Linked DNA regions of Sus scrofa: region 2 is linked to region 1. The links are chromatin contacts, called in public Hi-C maps. All regions are on one chromosome and are shown on one strand. Each heading gives the region's core, a stretch centred on a gene start, on an enhancer-like site or on the middle of the called end of the contact. The rest is flanking DNA. Distances are from core to core; before and after follow the strand shown. Region 1 has its middle 320 kb from the start of RND3. Region 2 holds the start of MMADHC (methylmalonic aciduria and homocystinuria type D protein, mitochondrial).

Region 1 (3,297 bases), core at 161-2,660:
CAATGACTATAGGTAAATATTTTGATCACAGAAACATTTGGAAAATATCTCAGAGTGGAGAACCTTTTACCCAACATCAACACACTGGTGCTAAGCAGTAGCTCAGGGAAGAGGAGAGGATTTAGAGAGAGAATTAAAAATCAAGAACCACCTGAACAAATCAAGAAATCTTGACATCAGCTATTTCACCAGACATTACTTTGCAACTTCAGTGCAATGAACTTTATGTCATCATTCGTATGATGTAGATCACCTATTTCTTTGACTTGTAATTATCTATGTATATGTGTCATTCTCCCCCATGCCAGGCTGCAAATTCAATTTCTGGAATATAGTAGAAATTTAATAAAGAAAAAAATAAAATGTGAAAAGTGGAAGGGATACTGAATAAAGATGATTAGAAATCACAGTGGCTCATAGGTTGGGCTGTGTACGTACCTAATCACGTGATTAACATCAAAACAGTTCCCATCATGATATATCTTTTGAAGAGTCAGGGACTGTAAGTTTTCTAAGCACACAAAATAAGGCAAAAAACGGAGCTTTTGTAAAGGCTGATGATGCTCAGGCTGTCTTCATGAGCACAGATGTAGTGACTAGTTTTCTCCCCTCTGGCTGTGCCTGAGAATCATCCTCCACATTGTAAAAAATGTGGATATCTGGACTTCCTCCACCTTAGATCTGCTGGTTTTAAACTCATCAAAGTTTCCAGACCTCAGTGTATTTCAAAGTTTGTTTTAAAGTTGCATGAGTAACCTTGAGGGCCAGGCAGCGCTGAGGATGCCTGGCTGAGGGTTGTGGCGCCGGTGTTTCTGAGGAAGGGCAGGAGACTACTTGACTTGGCTCCCTTTGCTCTTTATCACTCTTGTTTTGTCAGGCTCTTCAGCTAAAAGAACTGAAGTTTCCGTAATAAGAAAGGGAGCGGATAATAAGGGCACACATAGAACTGGAAAATGGTCAAAGTTGAGGCAACCTTCATCTACAAATTCCTTCCTTATCCTGAGCCACAGTCTCTCTCACCTCCCTCCCCCTCCCTCTCCTCTCCCTCCTCCTTTCTCTCCCTCCTCTCTCCTCTTCCTCCCCCTCCTCTGTCCTCTCCTTCCTCCCTTCTCTCCCTCCTCCGTCCTCTCCTTCTTCTCTCCTTTCCCTCCTCCATCCTCTCTCTCCTCCTTCCTTTGTCCTCTCCCTCCTCCCCCTCTCTCCCTCTCTCCTCTTCTCTCTCGCTCTCATATTCACCAGATTTCTCTCAAAAAATCCCTGTGTCTAGTGATGTGTCTGCTTTTCTCTCTATTCTCTATGGAAAGACTTCCTCATTCTTCATGGGCTCTTTTTCTGGTCTGTGTCAGAGCCTCTGGTTTCTCTTAATTTTTGCTTTTCATAACTTGTTTCTACCTGATCCCTGAGAACTGCCCATCTTGTTATAATGGTCTGTCATGCCTGGCTCCCTTTGCTAGCTACTTCCTTCCTGAGAGAGAATCTAATGGGCTTTTTTGCTGTGAGGGATAGCAAATTACGCTCAGAGACTAAGATTGCCTTTGCCAATAAACAAAACAAGTTCATTAAAATGATTTCACCAATTAATAACAAACAGGATAATAACTCTTAAGAAGCCAGTCAATAACATACCCCCAAACCATGATGGATTCATTATCGTATTGTTCCAGGCAAGGGGAGATGACAGAAATAAAGCCAAATTCAGTTGAAGTGTACCATTTCTATGAGTTTTGGTTTCTCAGGAGAGGCAGTTTTGCCAAGGAAAAGCTGACATTCATAGGCAGGACAAAAATAAAAGTCCCTTGCTGCTGTGAAATATGATGCTGTTGGGCAGGCTAGACTGCTCCATGTGTATCAGCCTGGGGACCATTGCCATGGCAGGAGCAAGTGTCTCAAGATCTTCAGACTAGATCAGCAGAGGGGTAGCTTTGCCCTGACTGACAGACACTCTAGGACATTCCTCTCAAACTCACAGTATTTTTGCCATGCCCCTTGCCATAGTTGCTCCTCCACTTGTTCAAATCCATAAGTCCTCATCAGGACCCTCAGATGCCGAATTAATAAGTGATTATCAAGGACAGCAGATGGGAGATGAGAGCCTGACACAATTCCATTCTCATATCAGAATAACTTTACTCCTAAAGACAGCAAACAGGTGGGTCGGAAGTCATATCCAATCGATACACAACATTAGCTCAGATCATCTTTTCACAAAAGGCATGTCTCAGTTTGCTGGCTCTAAATACTTTCAAGTCAGGTGTCACCTTGAGAGCAGTCATCTGGGACTGGAATTTGGTAGTCATGTTGGCCAAAGTCTATGTGCCTCAGAATGGTCATTTTTAGGGGGGCTACATGTTGGAAGATTCCTGGTATCTTGTAGAGCATGTCTCAACATCCACTGTGTTTTAGTGTTACATTTTATATATATATATATATATATTATATGTGTGTCATATATATATTATGTGTGTGTCATATCTATCTATGTATATATATTTATGTAACCTGGCTTCTCATTTTTGAACTGCTGGAGTGCTGATGCACTTTTATATCACCATTGGTATTTAGCTACATACTTGGAATACTTTCTTTGTCCAATGGATGCTTGTTGCATAGGTATAGTACTTATATCCCTCTCCCTTTCTTTGCTGCCTTTGTTTCTTTCTATCCTTTCTCTCTCTGTCCCTTTATCCCTCTCTTCATCCTTCCTTTTCTCTCTTCCTTCTGTTTTTCTTCCTTCCACTACATGTAAGGACATACTATGTCAGAGACTATGCATTGTAACGTCATAACTCAAAAACAGAGTTCCTGCTGTGGCTCAGCAGGTGAAGAACCCAACTAGTATCTATGAGGATGGGGTTCAGTTGCTCAGTGTGTTAAGGATCCGGCATTGCCACAAGCGTGGCGTGGGTCTTGGATGTGGCTCAGACCTGGCATTGCTGTGGCTGTGGCCAGCTGCAGCTCCGATTTGACCCCTAGCCTGGGAACCTCCATATGCAGTGGGTGCAGCCCTCAAAAGACAAAAAAAAGAAAACCTCAAGACGTATTGGCTGCCATCAAGACGCTCACACTGTAGTAGGGAAAAGAAATCTATAGTAGGATGTCACATTAGGAATAGCATGTTTGTCCTCCTGATGTTTTGTTCTTCCCCTACCTCCGTTAGTTTACTGATTCCTTATTATGTCATTGCTTCAGGGGTTTTTCTAGGGCAGTATACAGAAGAAGCAGATGTCAGTGTTTCTTCTTGCCTTTTGTAAAATGTCTAAACACACTGAAGGGATGTTGTATGTGTCCTGGGGGGAA
Region 2 (3,289 bases), core at 554-3,053, 470 kb before region 1:
ACACCATTCTTTTACAACATTCCCTTCCTATGATTATGCCTAGGTAAAAATTCATCTTAAAACATGGGCCAGACTTGTGGTCTACTTTTATGACTTGGCCCTATAGTCTCATCCTTACACTATTACTATATCATGTTCAATTACAGGAATACTATTCCTGTTAATTGTTGTCATATTAGTCTTCCTAACATGTAGCTCTAATTACATCACCAACATTTAAGGAATAAAGTCCAAATTACTGAGTTTGTTTGGATCCACAATCCAACCTCATTTCCCACTTATCTCTTTATATTTTATCTTACATTAAGGAAAATAGACCTGAGTTACCGATTTTTGAAAAGAGGGGAGGGTGTCACCGAATATTCCTGCTATTCTGCCCACCCAAACCTCAGATTATCTAAATCTCACCCATCTTTCAAAACTCAAATTAAATGCTTCTCTGATTAAGTGAACCCAAACCCTACATAGATACTGTGCTCTGAATCTGCACTGTACCTTTGGGTAGCTTAAAAAAAAGTTTCTATTTTTATTGTAACTGTTTTCACATATGTCTTATGTCCTCTACTATATGAACTCCTTATGGCAGGATGTGTCTGAGTAATCACTGGACAGTTAAAGTTAGTAAATATATCTGGTCTATGGGAATAGTATCTCTTAGTCTCATTTTGTAGTATTTGTAACGTTATTTCCTGTACTGAAACTGCTACAAAACCTTCAGTTGACCTAACCAAAGAAACAGAAAACGTCTTAAAAACAGATTCTAAATATTTACTGAAATGGCTTTTAAAAATGTTGAAAGGATGCTGGTACCGAATTTTTTTCTAAAAACGAATCTGTAGAATAAATACACCTGTATTGAAAAGTTTAAAGCATATGAACCTAACTGCACACCCTTTTGCTTCTCTTAACATTTCTGATACACTAAGCATGAGTAACATTGTGCCACCAGTATCATTATAAGTAAACCCTTCCACTTTCCTAGCAAGTTCCCAAACTATTTCATTACCATACTGGTGCTTAAGAGACTGATTTACTCACATTGGCCATTTCTGGCGGAAAGGGCAGACGCAAATTATCTTTCCTTTCGTAAAGTTATGCCTGGGAAAGGACAAAACAAAACAGGCCGGTGACGGATTCAGCTCTGACAGACGGCTCGGGTAACGTTCACCACTGCCTGTGTCCCTCCACCGTCAAAGGCACCGAAGTGCAAGCTCTCCCCGTCCCCCAAGGAAGCCAGGATTCGTCCCCAGCCCCTACAGCGCACAGACCACGGTCCAGAGGCCGTGCAATTCTCGGCCCGGTCTGTGTCCGCAGAACACAACTCCGACTAGATGGGGTAGACTGAGAGACCGTCCACCAGTACGGAATCCTGAGGCCCCGAGCAGGTTGTTAACACAGGCCTGACCACAGCTCTAAGCGAGGGTGGGGAACGTGGAGCCGTCCACCGGGACAGCGTCCTGAGGCTCCGAGTAGGTTTTTTAACACAGGCCTGACCACAGCTCTAAGCGAAGGTTCGAGCAGCGCCGAGGGATGAGAAAGCAAAAAAAGTCCTAAAGACAGGACGACAGGATGACTGGGGACAGCGACAGGAGCCCTCTCGGAATAGGGGCAACACTGAAAGCTGGGGCACGAAGACTGGCGAATTTGGAGAGAATAACGCGGGTGGAAACAAGCCGTACCAGTCACCACCGCCGCCGCCTCCAGCTGTCCCAGCGCTCTACGCTTCCCGTCTTCAAAATGGCGGCGCGACGGCGGCGGGGTGAGCGTACGGGGGCAGCGAGCAGACTGAAGGAGTTGCTTCCGAGCGCGTCGATGGGCAGGATCGTCGAACCACCGCTGCGCACGCGCACAGTAGGCTTCCGTAGCGCCCCTTCCATTGGATAGTCCCGCCTGGCTGTGGGAGGAGAAAAGGTGAGTTGCGGTGACAAGACGGAGGGCTTGTGAGCTGAGTTTTGATGGGTCTTTCCTCTTTCCTTAACTCAGTGAAATATTTGAAAGCCTTCACTCTCCCTAACACTTTCTTTTTGCTTCTAGGAAGTATAGTCCTCTGTTCTTTGTAACGTGGTTTTTTTTTTTTTTTTAGTTTTTCGTGACTTACTGTTTTTGAGAATAGGGCATTTATGTTTTTCTCTTAATAGGCTCAGTAAATATATATCAAATGATGGACCTAGAGATTATCATACTAAGTGAAGAAAGCCAGACAGAGAAAGATAAATATAATATCAATTATATGTGGAATCTGAAATTTGACACAAACTTATTTACAAAACAGAAACAGACACACATAGAACACAAATTAATGGGTTCCAAAGGGGAAGAGGTTGGGAGGGATGAATTGGGAGTAGGGGAGTTAACAGAAAGGACATTACCATATATAAAATAGATAAACAAGGTTTATTGTACAGCACAAAGTACTTTATTCAATATCTTAGAATTAACAAGGAGTTGAAAGAATATATGTCAAATGACTTATTTATAAAGAGTATATATTTTCATTTGTCAGTTATACTTAAAAAAATTACCCTAAGTCCATACTTTATTCATGCAGATATTTTTAGCTGGGTCATGGTGGGCAAGTTTCTTTTTTTCTTTATGCGTTTAATTTCCTTACTTCTAAAACAAATAATAATAATGCTTAACTCGTAGATTGTTTCTGAAGACTAAATCAGTTCATCTATAGCTAACACATTATAGCGAGCACGCGCATGCACACACACACACCTCATAGCTTGAGAATCATAGAGGGTTCTGAGAAAAACCACTGAACTAAGTCTTGAAGTTACTTACACCTCGTTATTTTTTCATGCCTCATAATTTCTCTTTCAATTTGGCTCACTTGTCCAGGTTATATAATAAGATTTCTGGTTGAATGATATTCGTAAGCTTTTTGAATCTGGGAACCATATGTTATTCATTATTGCCAGGACAGAAAGTCCTCTGTCAGGTAGAGGTGGAAGTTAAGAGTCAGTGGTCAGTGGAATGGCAGGAGGCTGTCAGGAATAATTTCATAGTAGAAGTGGTGCTTGATCTGTGTTTTGAAAGATGAGTAGGTTTTTTTTTTTTTTTTTCCCTGAATGCCAAGAAAAGACAGAGGGGTGAGGACATTTCAGTCAAAGGAAGCTGTGTGGTCAGAAATAAGGAATTCAGAACACTATGGGCAGTTGGGAGATCCACAAGTAATCAAGGGGTTGAGTTGGAGGTTGACAGGGGCCAGATCATAGTTGGGCTTCAGTGTGTTACTAAGGTAGATTAATCCTGGAAGCAGATTTATGTAGAATTATGGCATTAT

What was found. A called contact is a pair of places that touch in the nucleus more often than the background predicts.
Region 2: a Hi-C map of skeletal muscle shows a contact between it and region 1, with 4 times the contacts expected there. The contact joins the promoter of MMADHC here to the enhancer-like site in region 1. A contact is called at or near these places in 1 of 5 promoter capture datasets (fetal liver), 5 of 47 Hi-C or Micro-C datasets (embryonic fibroblasts, mesenteric adipose tissue, omental adipose tissue and 2 more) and 1 of 2 datasets of contacts at active chromatin or transcription factors (skeletal muscle).

What each region holds. Positions count from the first base shown.
Region 1 is chr15:2,031,699-2,034,995 of Sscrofa11.1, reverse strand. No RefSeq gene overlaps it. Among named protein-coding and RNA genes, the nearest start is that of RND3, 320 kb to the right of the region's middle. Within about 2 kb of position 1,410, at least 3 of the 83 cell types and tissues checked have an H3K27ac peak or open chromatin away from gene starts, as enhancers often do. A contact at or near this core is called in omental adipose tissue and skeletal muscle, where this site is marked.
Region 2 is chr15:2,497,594-2,500,882 of Sscrofa11.1, reverse strand. It overlaps MMADHC (methylmalonic aciduria and homocystinuria type D protein, mitochondrial), which reads right to left and starts at 1,803. Exons shown (of 8, transcript XM_003133258.4): 1 at 1,680-1,803; 2 at 1,039-1,098. The coding sequence starts at 1,047. It overlaps LOC102159998 (a long non-coding RNA gene), which reads left to right and starts at 1,786. Exons shown (of 4, transcript XR_002339312.1): 1 at 1,786-1,911.